Linked DNA regions of Sus scrofa: region 1 is linked to region 2. The links are chromatin contacts, called in public Hi-C maps. All regions are on one chromosome and are shown on one strand. The core of a region is the stretch at or near the end of the contact, and the rest is flanking DNA. Distances in the headings are between cores, read along the strand shown.

Region 1 (6,298 bases), core at 1,392-3,891, 83 kb after region 2:
ATCCAATCATCTGTTGATGGACATTTGGGTTGTTTCCATATCTCTTCTCTTCCTATATGGATGTCTTTTATTTCTTTTGTTTGTCTAATTGCTGTGGCTAGGGGCATCTTTACTTTTTAAAAAAACAAGCCACATTCTGGGCGAAAATATTTGCAGTGTAAATGCCGGATGAATGATTTGCATCCAAAATATATAAATAACTCTGACAATAATAAGACAAATAATGTTTTTGTTGTTTTAAATCAGTGAGAGTTCCCATCCAAAATATATAAATAACTCTGACAATAATAAGACAAATAATGTTTTTGTTGTTGTTTTAAATCAGTGAGAGTTCTCATCATGGTGCAACAGAAGCGAATCTGACTAGTATCCATGAGGATTCAATTTCAATCCCTAGCCTCAATCAGTGGCTTGAGGATCTAGCATTGTCGTGAAACGTGCTGCAGGTCCCAGACTCGGCTCGGATCCCGTGTTGCTGTGGCTATGGCATAGGCTGACAGTTGCAGCTCTGATTCGACCCCTAGCCTGGGAACTTACATATGTTGAGGGTGCGGCCCTAAAAAGCAAAAAAAAAAAAAAAATCGGGGCAAGAATTGAACACTTAACAAAAGAGATACAAATGGTCAATAAGCACCCAAAACATGGTCAATCATTAATCAGGGAAACACTAACTACAACGAGGTACTATTTTACACTAATTAGCATGGGTAACACTAAAAAGATTAAAAATATCAAATATTGATCATGCAGCCTAACAGCTGGAACCAGCATACATAGATTCTGGAAACTTAAAACAAAACAACCATTTGAAAAACAGTTTGGCAATCCCCCCATTTTAAAATATTTCATTTATTTGAAAAGTTATTTTCTTTTGGAGTTCTTTTGTGACACAGCAGGTTAAGGATCTGGCATTGTCATTGCAGGGGCTTGGGTAACTTCGTGGTGTGGGTTCGACCCCTGGCTCAGGAACTTCCACAGGCCACTGAGGGCATGTCTTTTATGCCTTTTCTAGGGCTGTTCCCTCGGCACATGGAAGTTCCCAGGCTAAGGGTCTAATCAGAGCTGTAGTGGCCAGCCTATGCCACAGCCACAGCAATGCCACATCTGAGCTGCATCTTCGACCTACACCACAGCTCACTGCAATGCCGGATTCTTACCCCACAAGCAGGGCCAGAGATCGAACCTGCAACCTCATGGTTCCCAGTCAGATTCGTTAACCACTGTGCCACAATGGGAACTCCAAAAAAAAGTGCTTATTTATTTATTTATTTTGTCTTTTTGCTATTTCTTGGGCCGCTCCCGCGGCATACGATGATTCCCAGGCTACGGGTCGAATCGGAGCTGTAGCCACCGCCCTATGCCAGAGCCACAGCAACTCGGGATCCGAGCCGCATCTGCGACCTACACCACAGTTCACGGCAATGCCAGATCCTTAACCCACTGAGCAAGGGCAGGGACCGAACCCGCAACCTCATGGTTCCTAGTCGGATTCGTTAACCACTGCGCCACGACAGGAACTCCAAAAAGTGCTTTTTAATGGCGACTTAAAAATAGCCCTGGAGTTCCTAGTTGTGGCTCAGTGGTAACAAACCCAACTAGTATCCATGGGGACTCAGGTTCAATCCCTGGCCCCCTCTCAGTGGGTTAAGGATCCAGCATTGCCATGAGCTGCAGCAAAGGTCACAGACCTGGCTCAGATCCTGTGTTGCTGCAGCTGTGGTGTAGGCCCACAGCAACAGTTCTGATTAGACCCCCAGCCTGGGAACTTCCACATGTCATGGGTACAGCCCTAGAAAAAAAAAAAAATAGTCTTCGTTTGACACTTTCTTCACTGTCTCTATATTTTAAATGTGTACAATTAGGAATCAAATGAGTTTCGCCATTTCTTAAAAAGTTAAAATACAATTACATGACCCAGCAACTCCTCTCCTAGCTATTTACCCAAGAGAAATGAAGACATATCTACACAAAGACTTACCCAGGAATGTTTATAACAGCTGTAGTCATATAGACAAAAACTAGATACAACCCAAATGTCTATCAAGAAATATCCATCAACCCATTCCTCCATCCAGAAGAGATAAATCTACTTTTTAAAAAATGAAATATTTTGTCTTTTGTAACCTGAAAAATAGCCTGTTTTCCTGTTTGCTCTTCGGTAAGTTCCAGAAGAGCAGGTGCTGTGATAGTCTTGTTCACTATTGTACGCCCAGTGTCTGGCGCAGAGCAAGCGTGCAATAAGGAATGAATGAAAGAAAACTTGGGTACGTTAATGAACTAGTGGCCACCAGTCCTCAAGGCTTCCATCATTCCTTCCATCTGCAAATGCCAGCTGGGCCGGCCCGGGCATTTCTCCGGTCGCTTCTGCAAAGTGAGTCCGGCCAGAGGCCCAGGCGGGATGGGCGGCCGGAGGGGACCCCGGGGGCCCGCGCCCGCGCGGAGGAGGGTGCGCAGCGCCGAGCGCCCACAGGGCTGCGGCCCGGCACGTGCAGATCGACGGCGCGGGACAGCCGGGTGGACAGAGCCGCGCGGATGCTCGGAGCCTGCTGCGCGATCCCGAGGCGCAGAGGGCGGCCCCCAGTCCCCGGTAGCGCGCAAGGACGCCGGGGCGGGCCGAGGGCGGCGGGGGCGGGACAGGCCGGACGAGAATCCCGCGGAGGTGAGGCCGGAGGCCGGCCCGCCCCCGGGGGCAGGCCCTGAGCGCCCGCCCCGCCCCGGCCCGCTGGGGTGTGGGTTCCCGCTCCGGCTCTGCACCGCTCCCTCTGCTTGCGAAGCCGCGCCCTCGCCGGCTCCGGCTGCCCGGGTGAGGGGACCTGGGAGGGGGCGCCGCGGAGGTCCCGGGCCCGGGAAACAGGGCGGGAACGGGAGTGGGTCCTGGCTTCGGGGCCTCCGGACTCAGCCCCATGCTCAGATTTCGGGGTTTCCCTCCCGGGCGGGGACGCGTAACTTCCTCATTCCCGCCTGGACCCCTTCTTCCAGCTGGCTTGGCCTGGCTGGAATCCCGGCGGTTCCGGGCCCTTTGCAACCCCCGGGGTCCCTCCCCTGGCTTCTGCTGTGCCTTCCTTCGGGGCCTGGCCGGGTGTTCCTCGGCACGCTGGTTAGGGGACTGGAGGCGGAGCTCAGGGATTCTGGATGAAGGATCGAGATAAGGGATGGAGATTAGATGCGTTGCAGACCGATGGGCCATTATCAGGGAGAGGATGGGTGTCAGCGGGAGCCGGGTGGGGGGAAATGAGGGACCGACGGGAGACGGAGGACCGTGAGATGGGATGGGAGACAGGGTTCTGCAGAGCAGATCGCCTTCCCGAAGCTTCCCCGTATTCCTAGGATGGCGGCGACCCCCGAGAGCCTCTTCCCGTCTGGGGATGACCTGGACTCGAGCCAGTTACAGATGGAGCGGGATGAGATGGACACTCTGAGGGAGGGAGAGGACCCAGGTACACCCCGACGACAGCCCCGGAGGAGAGGAGGAGGAGGGCGCTGAGACCTCCTGGGGTCCACATTCTTCTGCTTTCTTTCCTGCCAGCTGACCGGATGCACCCCTTTCTGGCCATCTACGACCTCCAGCCCCTGAAAATGCACCCCCTGGTGTTTGCCCCTGGGGTCCCTGTCATAGCCCAGGTGGTGGGCACTGAAAGATACACCAGTGGATCCAAGGTGGCTGGAGGGGGCAGGGGAGGGCTGGTCGGAGTGGGGGGCTGCCACCCATCCAGGGAATGAGCATTCAGTTCCTCACCCCCCCCCCAGGTGGGAACCTGCACCCTCTATTCTGTCCGCTTGACTCACGGCGACTTTACCTGGACAACCAAGAAGAAGTTCCGTCATTTTCAAGAGCTGCATCGGGACCTCCTGAGACACAAAGTCTTGATGAGTCTGCTCCCACTGGCTCGGTGAGGGGGGACCAGACTGCCTCCTGGGAAGGGCAGGTGCCCCTCACCTCGGGCAGCCCGGGCTGCCAGCCCCCAGCCCCCGTCACTGCCTTCTGCCTGCCTCATCCCCAGGCCACAACCATTTTTTTTCCCCAGCTACTTTCCTCCCCCACCTCTGGCCCCTGGGTCCCCTCCTTTGACCCGGGTCACCAGGAAACCTTCCCTGTTCAGCTCACCCTGTCCATGGTTCTGGGCCAACATCCCAGCTGGGCTGGATGCCCGAAATGCCCTTGGCAGCCTCCTGAACCTTTTTCTGCCTCCCTTCTCAGGGTAGGGGGCATTCCTTCTGCCGGCCTCTAGGCCTCCCCCTGAACCCCCTCTCCAGGGCTTCAGGGACCCAGGCACCCAGCTCCCCACTCTCATCGCGCCATCCTTTCCACAGCTTTGCCGTTGCCTATTCTCCAGACCGAGAGGTGGCTGCCAGAGAGATGCCCTCTTTACCCCGAGCAGGTCCTGAGGGCTCCACCAGACATGCATCCAGCAAACAGGTGGGACTGGACAGGAGGTCCTCTGGGAAGGCGTTTGGGGTGCAAATGGTCCTGGTCCCATCCGTCTCTGTCTCCCATCCCTACTTCAGAAATACCTGGAGAATTACCTCAACTGCCTCCTGACCATGTCTTTCTACCGCAACTACCACGCCATGGTGAGGTCCAGGGGCTGGGGGGCTGGGTCTTTTGAGATGGCACGGGATGACGGGGACCAGGGTCGGTTGGGTTTGAGGGGCTGACGATGAGTGTCTCCTCCGAGCCTTTTTCTTCCGCTGCAGACAGAGTTTCTGGAAGTCAGCCAGCTGTCCTTTATCCCAGACCTTGGATCCAAAGGACTGTGAGTCTGACACCCCTTCCCCAGCCGCCTCTGGATGGATCCCTCCTGGCCTGAGAATAGGGTAGACTGGGGGTCTGGATCCCCCCATTCAGCATCTCTTCCGGGTCTTCCCCGCAGGGAGGGGGTGATCCGGAAGCGCTCAGGCGGCCACCGCGTTCCTGGCCTCACCTGCTGTGGCCGAGACCAAGTTTGTTACCGCTGGTCCAAGAGGTGAGGCCTGAGCAGAGCAGCTGGGCCGTGGGTGGGGGTGGTGGAAGGGGTCCCAAGAACACGGAGGAATGGTCGGAGCTCTTCCGCTCCAGGTGGCTGGTGGTGAAGGACTCCTTCCTGCTGTACATGTGCCTCGAGACCGGCGCCATCTCCTTTGTTCAGCTCTTCGACCCTGGCTTTGAGGTGCAGGTGGGGAAAAGGAGCACGGAGGCACGGCACGGGGTCCGGATCGATACCTCTCACAGGTATGGCCCCCCCTGGTGTGGACAGAAACCTGCTGAGTGAAGAGCCAGCCTGGGGCCCTAAGGCCATGATTCGGAACCAGAGAAAGGTTCTAGCTGGACACTCAGGACTGCTCCTAGAGGCTGGACCCAGAGAAAGGGGGTTCAGTGTAAGCTTGCAGGAGGGACTCTTGGTGTAAAAGAAAGGGCACTCGGGGAGTTTCCATTGTGGCTCAGCCAGTTACGAACCCGAACCCGACTGGCATCCATGAGGATGAGTGTTCGATCCCTGGCCTCACTTAGTGGGTTAAGCATCCGGGGTTGCCGTGAGCTACAGTGTAGGTCACAGACGTGGCTCAGATCTGGCATTGCTGTGGCTGTGGTGTAGGCTGGTGGCCTTCAAAAGCTTAAAAAAAAAAAGAGAGAGAGAGAGAGAGCGGAAAAAAAAGAAACAAAGAAAGAAAGGGCACTCCCTTCCTTCATTTATTCATTCACCAAACCTGAGTGGCTGGCACAAAATTAAGTGCCAGAGACCCAGCTGGGAATACGGCAGATCTATGCCCTGTTCCTGTGGAGTCAGGCAGGGACTAAGGGAGGAGGTGGGGAAGAGGTAATAGCTAAAGGGGGGATTGGGGGCCTGGCCAGAGCCATGGAGGGTGAGGGTTGTGGTCCGTCTCATTGTCCAGGTCCCTGATTCTCAAGTGCAGTAGCTACCGGCAGGCACGGTGGTGGGCCCAGGAGATCACTGAGCTGGCCCAGGGCCCCGGCAGAGACTTCATCCAGCTACACCGACATGAGAGCTACGCTCCACCCCGGCCTGGGACCCTGGCCCGGTGGTGAGACACTGACATCCTTTCTGAACTTCTCTGTGGCCTTTTGGAGCCCTTTGGTGTTCTCTGAGTCCTGGATCCTTTTTATCTCCTGTAACCCCTTCTGACCTGAATAACCTTCCCCTTTGACTTCTCAAATCTCCCTGACCCCTGACCTCTTTAACCACGCTGACCTTTCTGAACCCCACCCTTGGTCATCTCTGACCTCTCTGACCTCCTGTGACCTTTTTTTAAAAAATTACTTTTATTATCTTTATTGTTGTACAGCCAGCATCACAACCCA
Region 2 (6,225 bases), core at 2,908-5,407:
GGTGGCTCAGATTCAATCCCTGGCCCAGGGAAATTCCATATGCCATGGGAGTAGTGGAAAAGGAAAAAAAAGAAAAGAAAAGAAAAGAAAATGCCTTTTTTTGTTGTCTTTTTAGGGCCATACCCTTGACATATGGATGTTCCCAGGCTAGGGGTCAAATTGGAGCTGTAGTCGCTGGCCTACACCACAGCCACAGCAACAAGGATCCGAGCTGCGCCTGCAACCTATACCACAGCTCACGGCAACACCGGATCCTTAACCCAATGAGCGAGGCCAGGGATTGAACCTGCAACCTCACAGTTACTGGTCAGGTTCTTAACCCATTGAGCCACAATGGGAACTCAAAAAATGCCTATGTTTAATTTTGACAAGAACTAAGCAAATTGCCCTCTAGAAAGGCTGCAACAGTTAGCACCCCTGCCAAATTATAGAATAGTACTCTATAATTTATGTATCATCCCAAACTACTTATTTTTCCCTTTTATTTATTTTTTTTAATTTCGGTGTAGTTGATTTACAATGCTGTGTCAATTTCTGCTATACAGCAAAGTGACCCAGTTATACACACACACACATATATATACACACACACATTCTTTTTCTCATATTACCTTCCATCATGTTCTACCCCAAGAAATTGGATATAGTTCCCTGTGCTGTACAGTAGGACCGCATTGCTTATCCACTCTAAATGTAAGAGTTTGCGTCTACTAACCCCAAACTCCCCGTCCATCCCACCCCCTCCCACCTCCGCCTTAGTAACCACAAGTTTGGTCTCCATGTCTGTGAGTGCGCAAAACTAGACTTTTTAATTTTGTCAACCGAATGATGAAAAAGAATATCTCCTTGCAATTCTTTCCCTGATCATCTGTGAAATGGAGTAGCTTTTCATATGTTTATTAGACATTTGTATTTCTCTTTATTATCTTTTCGTATCTGTCACCCATTTTTCTATTGGGTTGTTTATCTTATAAATTTATAGGAAGTCATTATAGATGTGGGAATTTATTCTTGATTGTTATATGTGTTGCAAGTTTGCAAGGGTTTTCTTTCCAATTTGCCTTTCTATTTTGTGATATTTTAATCTCTTAGTCTCTTTATTTATTTATTTTGTCTTTTTGCCTTTTCTGGGGCTGCTCCTGCGGCATATGGAGTTTCCCAGGCTAGGGATCGAATAGAAGCTACAGCTGCTGGCTTATGCCAGAGCCACAGCAATGCGGGATCCAAGCTGCGTCTACGACCTACACCACAACTCACAGCAATACCAGATCCTTAACCCACTGAGAGAGGTCAGGGATCAAACCCGCAACCTCATGGTTCCTAGTCGGATTAGTTAACCACTGAGCCACGGCGGGAACTCCTCTTAGTCTCTTTAAACTAAGGTATTGTGATCAAGGGTACAGATTCAGGAGCTAGACTGCTGGGTTCAAATGCCAGCTTTGCCTCTTGCTGGTTGTATGAACTTGCAAGTTACTTAACTCTGCCTCCATTTCTTTATCTATGAAATGGGGCTATCATAGAAACTTAACTTATAGGGTTGTTAAGATTAAATAAGTTAAATTTTTTTTTTTTGGTCTTTTATCTTTTTAGAGCCACACCCAGGGCATATGGAAGTTCCCAGGCTAGGGGTCGAATTGAAGCTACAGCTGCCGGCCTACACCACAGCCACAGCAATGCCAGATCCGAGCCTTGTCTGCAACCTACACCACAGCTCATGGCAATGCCAGATCCTTAACCCACTGAGCGAGGTCAGGGATTGAACCCGCAACCTCATGGTTCCTAGTGGGATTTGTATCTTCTGAGCCACAATGGGAACTCCGAGTTAATATTTTTTAAATTCTTGGGACAATGTTTGGCACATGGTAGATACTACCTGTAAAGTGTTACCTGTTATTTCAAGCCCTGGAGTTTGGTATCTTGGGAGCCTTTCCCTAACTTCCAAGATTAGAAATACTCTTCTATGCTTTCTCCTAATACTTTCCTAGTTTTATTCTGTGCATTTAGATCTTAAACCACTTACAATTTATTTGGGGAGTTCCTGTTGTGGCTCAGCGGATTAAGAACCCAACTAGTATCCTTGAGGATCCAGGTTCGATCCCTGGCCTCACTCAGTGGGTTAAGGATCTGGCGTTGCTGTGGCTGTGGTATAGGCTGGAGGTACTGCTCCTATTCCATCCCTAGCTTGGGAACTTCCATATGCCAGGGGTGCAGCCTTAAAAAAGACAAAAATGAAATAAAGAAACATATGAACTGAAGTTTCAAGGACATGAAGACTGAGCTTAGAAGATGGTGATGGAACCGGGAGTGGGGAAGTAGCAGTCGGTAAGGCCTGTATTTAAACCCTAAAGATGATCTCAGAAACTGTTTTGTTGTGCATATAACTTTGTTGCACAGAAAAGTGGAGGGAGAAGAGCGATGTTCGTTCATTTGGGGAAGATAGGGGAGTATGGGAAAAGAGATGGACAAAGGTGGATGTTTTAGCTCCTTACGTCCAAGGATGTCCATCATCCATCATTCTCCCCAAGTCTGCTCAATTTTGCCCTAGAAATGACTCTTCAGCCTGGCTCCCCCTTCTCCCTTCCACTCTGCTGTTCATCATCTCCCCTTGACTGGGTTTAGTCTACAGCAGTCTTGCCTCTCTGTCTCCAACCTCCACACCGCGCAGGATTATCTTCCTATAGGAGCAATCTTATACCACTCCTTGGCTTAAAAAAAAACAAAAAAACAAAAAAACAAAAAAACACAACAGGAGTTCCCGTCGTGGCGCAGTGGTTAACGAATCCGACTAGGAACCATGAGGTTGCGGTTTCGGTCCCTGCCCTTGCTCAGTGGGTTAACGATCCGGCATTGCCGTGAGCTGTGGTGTAGGTTGCAGACGCGGCTCGGATCCCGCGTTGCTGTGGCTCTGGCGTAGGCCGGTGGCTGCAGCTCCGATTCAACCCCTAGCCTGGGAACCTCCATATGCCGCAGGAGCGGCCCAAGAAATAGCAACAACAACAACAACAAAAAGACAAAAGACAAAAAAAAAAAAAAAAAAAAACAAAACCCACTACTGGATCGACCGCCCTCCTCCAGGAGAGGCGCCCCCCCATTGCCTGCTCTACAAAACCCTTCACACTCTGTTCCACTCATCCAACCCAGTCTTATCACCCCTGCCCTCTCACCCTACAAAAACCTCAAAACAGGATGTGCCTCGCCTTTCTCTCTCTTCAGAATACCCTTTCTCAATTTCCGCCCACCCTTCAGGAAGATTATCCTCAAATGCCCCCTCCTCTGGACAGCCTGCCCTCCCTCCATTCCTCCCCCAGGAAAGGGCTGAGAGTCGCTTTGTCTTCTGAGTCATATCTCTAGTAAAGCATTCCTGGGATCATAGTACCTGTTTATGTGTCTCCTCAACCATACGAGGAAGGCAGGGGCCATGTTAATTCATTTCTGGGTCCCCATCGCCTAGCTTAGTGATTAGCGCAAAATGGGCATAGATAGATGAAATAGATGCAAGCGTGCGTGAATGGATGTTCGCTTTGATGAATGGGTGGAAAAAGGTAGGAAAGTAGCCCTGCGAAGATCAAATACCGACACTAGGGGGAGCTGACACATCACGCTAAGGAAACAGGAGGGCGGGCCAAAGAAGGAAACAAGCTCTAGGGTGAGCGGGCGAGCGGCGCGCAATAAGCGAGCATCACGCAACTGGAACCTCTCGCCCACGTGTGGATCCCCTCATCCTCCCTGCCAGACTGCTAGAGCTCATCCACCGCCCCCACCACCCCCTTCGCCTCCGCCGTCGCTGAGAAAGCAAACAAAGGGGCGGGGACCCCTGCAGGGTCCGGAATGGATAAAGCCAATCAGAGGCTCTTATTTCCTGAAGGCGGGCGCCTTCGTTTGAGGGGACCCAATCAGTGCCTAAGCGGGCGCGGAGGGGTGGAGAGATGGGCGGGAAGAGCAGAGTGCAGGGACCGCGCGCGCCGGGGAGGGGGGGTCCCTCGGCCGGGGTGGAGATGGGGGGCGGAGGGCGGCTGGAGGAGCCAATCACAGCGAGTGCCTGTGAGGAGAGGGCGGGCAGTGCCGGGGCGCGCGCGATCCGGGCTGACGCATTTGGCCTAGGCTCCCCAGGATCCGACGGGGGGGGCGGGAAGGAGGGGAGAGGGGAGTGGAGAAAGAGCGGGGGCGCGCGTGCGCAGTGGCGCGGGGAGGAGCAGGGACCTGGCAGCGGGCTCTGAGGCTGCGAGCGAGCCGCGAACCGGGCGGGCGGCGGGCGCGCGCACCATGGGGGAGAAACCGGGGACCAGGTAAGAGAGGTGGGGCTACGCGGCGGGACGTGGGTGGCGGCTCCAGACGGGTACTGGGACGGTTCCCAGACAAGGACACCCGGGAGAAAATTCAGGGGCCGGACGCCTGGGTCCCTAGGGGGCAGCCATCCGGGGCCGCACGCCTAGGTCCTCGAGGATAATGAGGGCAACGCATGCCACAGACCCTGCAAGGGGATCTCTGAGGGGATCGGGAAACCCGTATCTGGGTTCTCGAAGGGATGTGGGGGCTGGACGACTGGCTTCTCCGATGCAGGCAGCGATGCAGGGGCGGAGGAAGGAGCAGGTGGCCGGCCCCAAGGGGACTGGTATGGGCAGGCTGGATGCCAGGAGGGGGATCCCCTTAGACTCGTGCTGAGCCACTGGAGAGCCTCCTGTCCACTACCCTCCAAGCAGTCGGGCTCCCCCAACCTGTCCCAAGGGCCGGGTGGCTCCGCTTACAAACTTCTGCCTTCCCCTGGGTTGCTAGGAGCAACAGCTTCATCTTGGGGCAGCAAAGTGCCTGGCGACCCTCCCCGATCTGAGCCTTACCCCTCTTCCTGGGGGTGAGGGGAGGCAGTGTCTGCCCTGGGCACGCCATCCACTCCCCGGATGTTTTCTGTGCAATCGAGGCTCCTTCCCTCCACTGACACCTCCAGTTCTCTTTTTTGGTCTCTAGCAAAATCCACTTCCTGTTGTGACCCAACACCCCCAAGGGGGCAGGGGGTGAATGCCTGAGTCCCTGGGGAGCAGGAGCAAAAGAGGAAAAAGATTGGGGCTCTTGGCTTCTATTCAGAGAGGAACAGGAATGGTGGCCTGGTTCTGAGCTGTCACTTATTCTGCAAAACACCCTATCAGCCCCACCAATAGAGTAGGAAAACATAGATCTCTGAGCACCAAGTCGACTGATCCTGGAGAGATGATCAGAGGGCCGATTGGCGTCCTGGATTAGGGGTTAAACACAGAGAAAGGGGAAGTTGCTGACTTGAGGGAGGCCCCAGATTTCCGTTATGTGGTTCAGGGAGGGGGAAGGATGGGACCAAAGGGGGACTGCTGACTTGGCACAATTCCTCCCACCCCCATCAAATTCTGGGCCACAGGAAATGGAGAGAATAGTAGGAAGTGTGAGGGGGCATCTGCTTCGGCTCCCCACCACCACCGGGGGGCATCTCTGGTCACCCACACTCTACCTTCTTGGTCAACCTCAGTGTACAAACGCTGTTCTTCCTCAGCGTGGCAGGAGGCTGGCTGGGTTCGGCTCCAAAGGTCAGGTGCCCTGCAGCTGCTTCAAGGCATTTACCCCACAGCCACACTCCAGTTGTCCAACGGATTGTGGCTGTCACCACCCTCTGCCAGGACTCCTAATTGGAAGAAAACACTGGGCTAAAGAGGAAAACCAGAAGCAAAGGGGAGGGAGAGCTGGATGGTGCCATTGCAGTACAGCCCTCGCGTGGGGACAAGAGATGGGGTGCTTATCCTAGCTGCCACCATACCAGTGTTTGCTCTCCTTTATGGAGAGCCTCCATCCCTTTTGCCTTATGGTCTTTAGATAGATGGCCTTCTGGGAAGAAGGGGCATGGGAAGTTGTTACAGCAGAAACTGGGGTGGTGGAACTGGAAAGAGGGATGGGCCACTTGGCAGGATTTCAATTTTTAGGCCCTGGGGACCCTTCCCAGGCATCACTGCAGAGGCAGAGTGGGCTGGGAGGAGGAAGGTGGATCGGCAAGGAACAGGCCCACAAGTGGCCCGGGCACAGGGGTTGCCAGGTACCTCCCTGCCCTCCCAGCAGTGGCTGGAGTCCAGGCTTAGATTTGTTTCAGCAGCTGGAAAACAAATCCCCTTCCCTCCAACAGACATAATGGCAGTTACAGAGGGAGGACAGGATAATGGTTTAGTGATGGGAGCATCGACTGGGAGCCAGCCTGCCTCTGCTCGTACCTGA

Evidence for each region. Hi-C and Micro-C count contacts between places; a contact is called where the count stands out from the background.
Region 1: a Hi-C map of liver shows a contact between it and region 2, with 2.7 times the contacts expected there. The contact joins the promoter of PLD2 here to the promoter of ARRB2 in region 2. A contact is called at or near these places in 3 of 47 Hi-C or Micro-C datasets (heart right ventricle, liver and skeletal muscle) and 1 of 2 datasets of contacts at active chromatin or transcription factors (alveolar macrophages).

What each region holds. Positions count from the first base shown.
Region 1 is chr12:52,084,147-52,090,444 of Sscrofa11.1, reverse strand. PLD2 (phospholipase D2) reads left to right here and starts at 2,641. Exons shown (of 25, transcript XM_021067789.1): 1 at 2,641-2,803; 2 at 3,328-3,437; 3 at 3,527-3,657; 4 at 3,748-3,890; 5 at 4,312-4,417; 6 at 4,507-4,572; 7 at 4,696-4,754; 8 at 4,872-4,964; 9 at 5,057-5,209; 10 at 5,872-6,021. The coding sequence starts at 3,329.
Region 2 is chr12:52,168,294-52,174,518 of Sscrofa11.1, reverse strand. ARRB2 (beta-arrestin-2) reads left to right here and starts at 4,157. Exons shown (of 14, transcript XM_021067791.1): 1 at 4,157-4,286. The coding sequence starts at 4,264.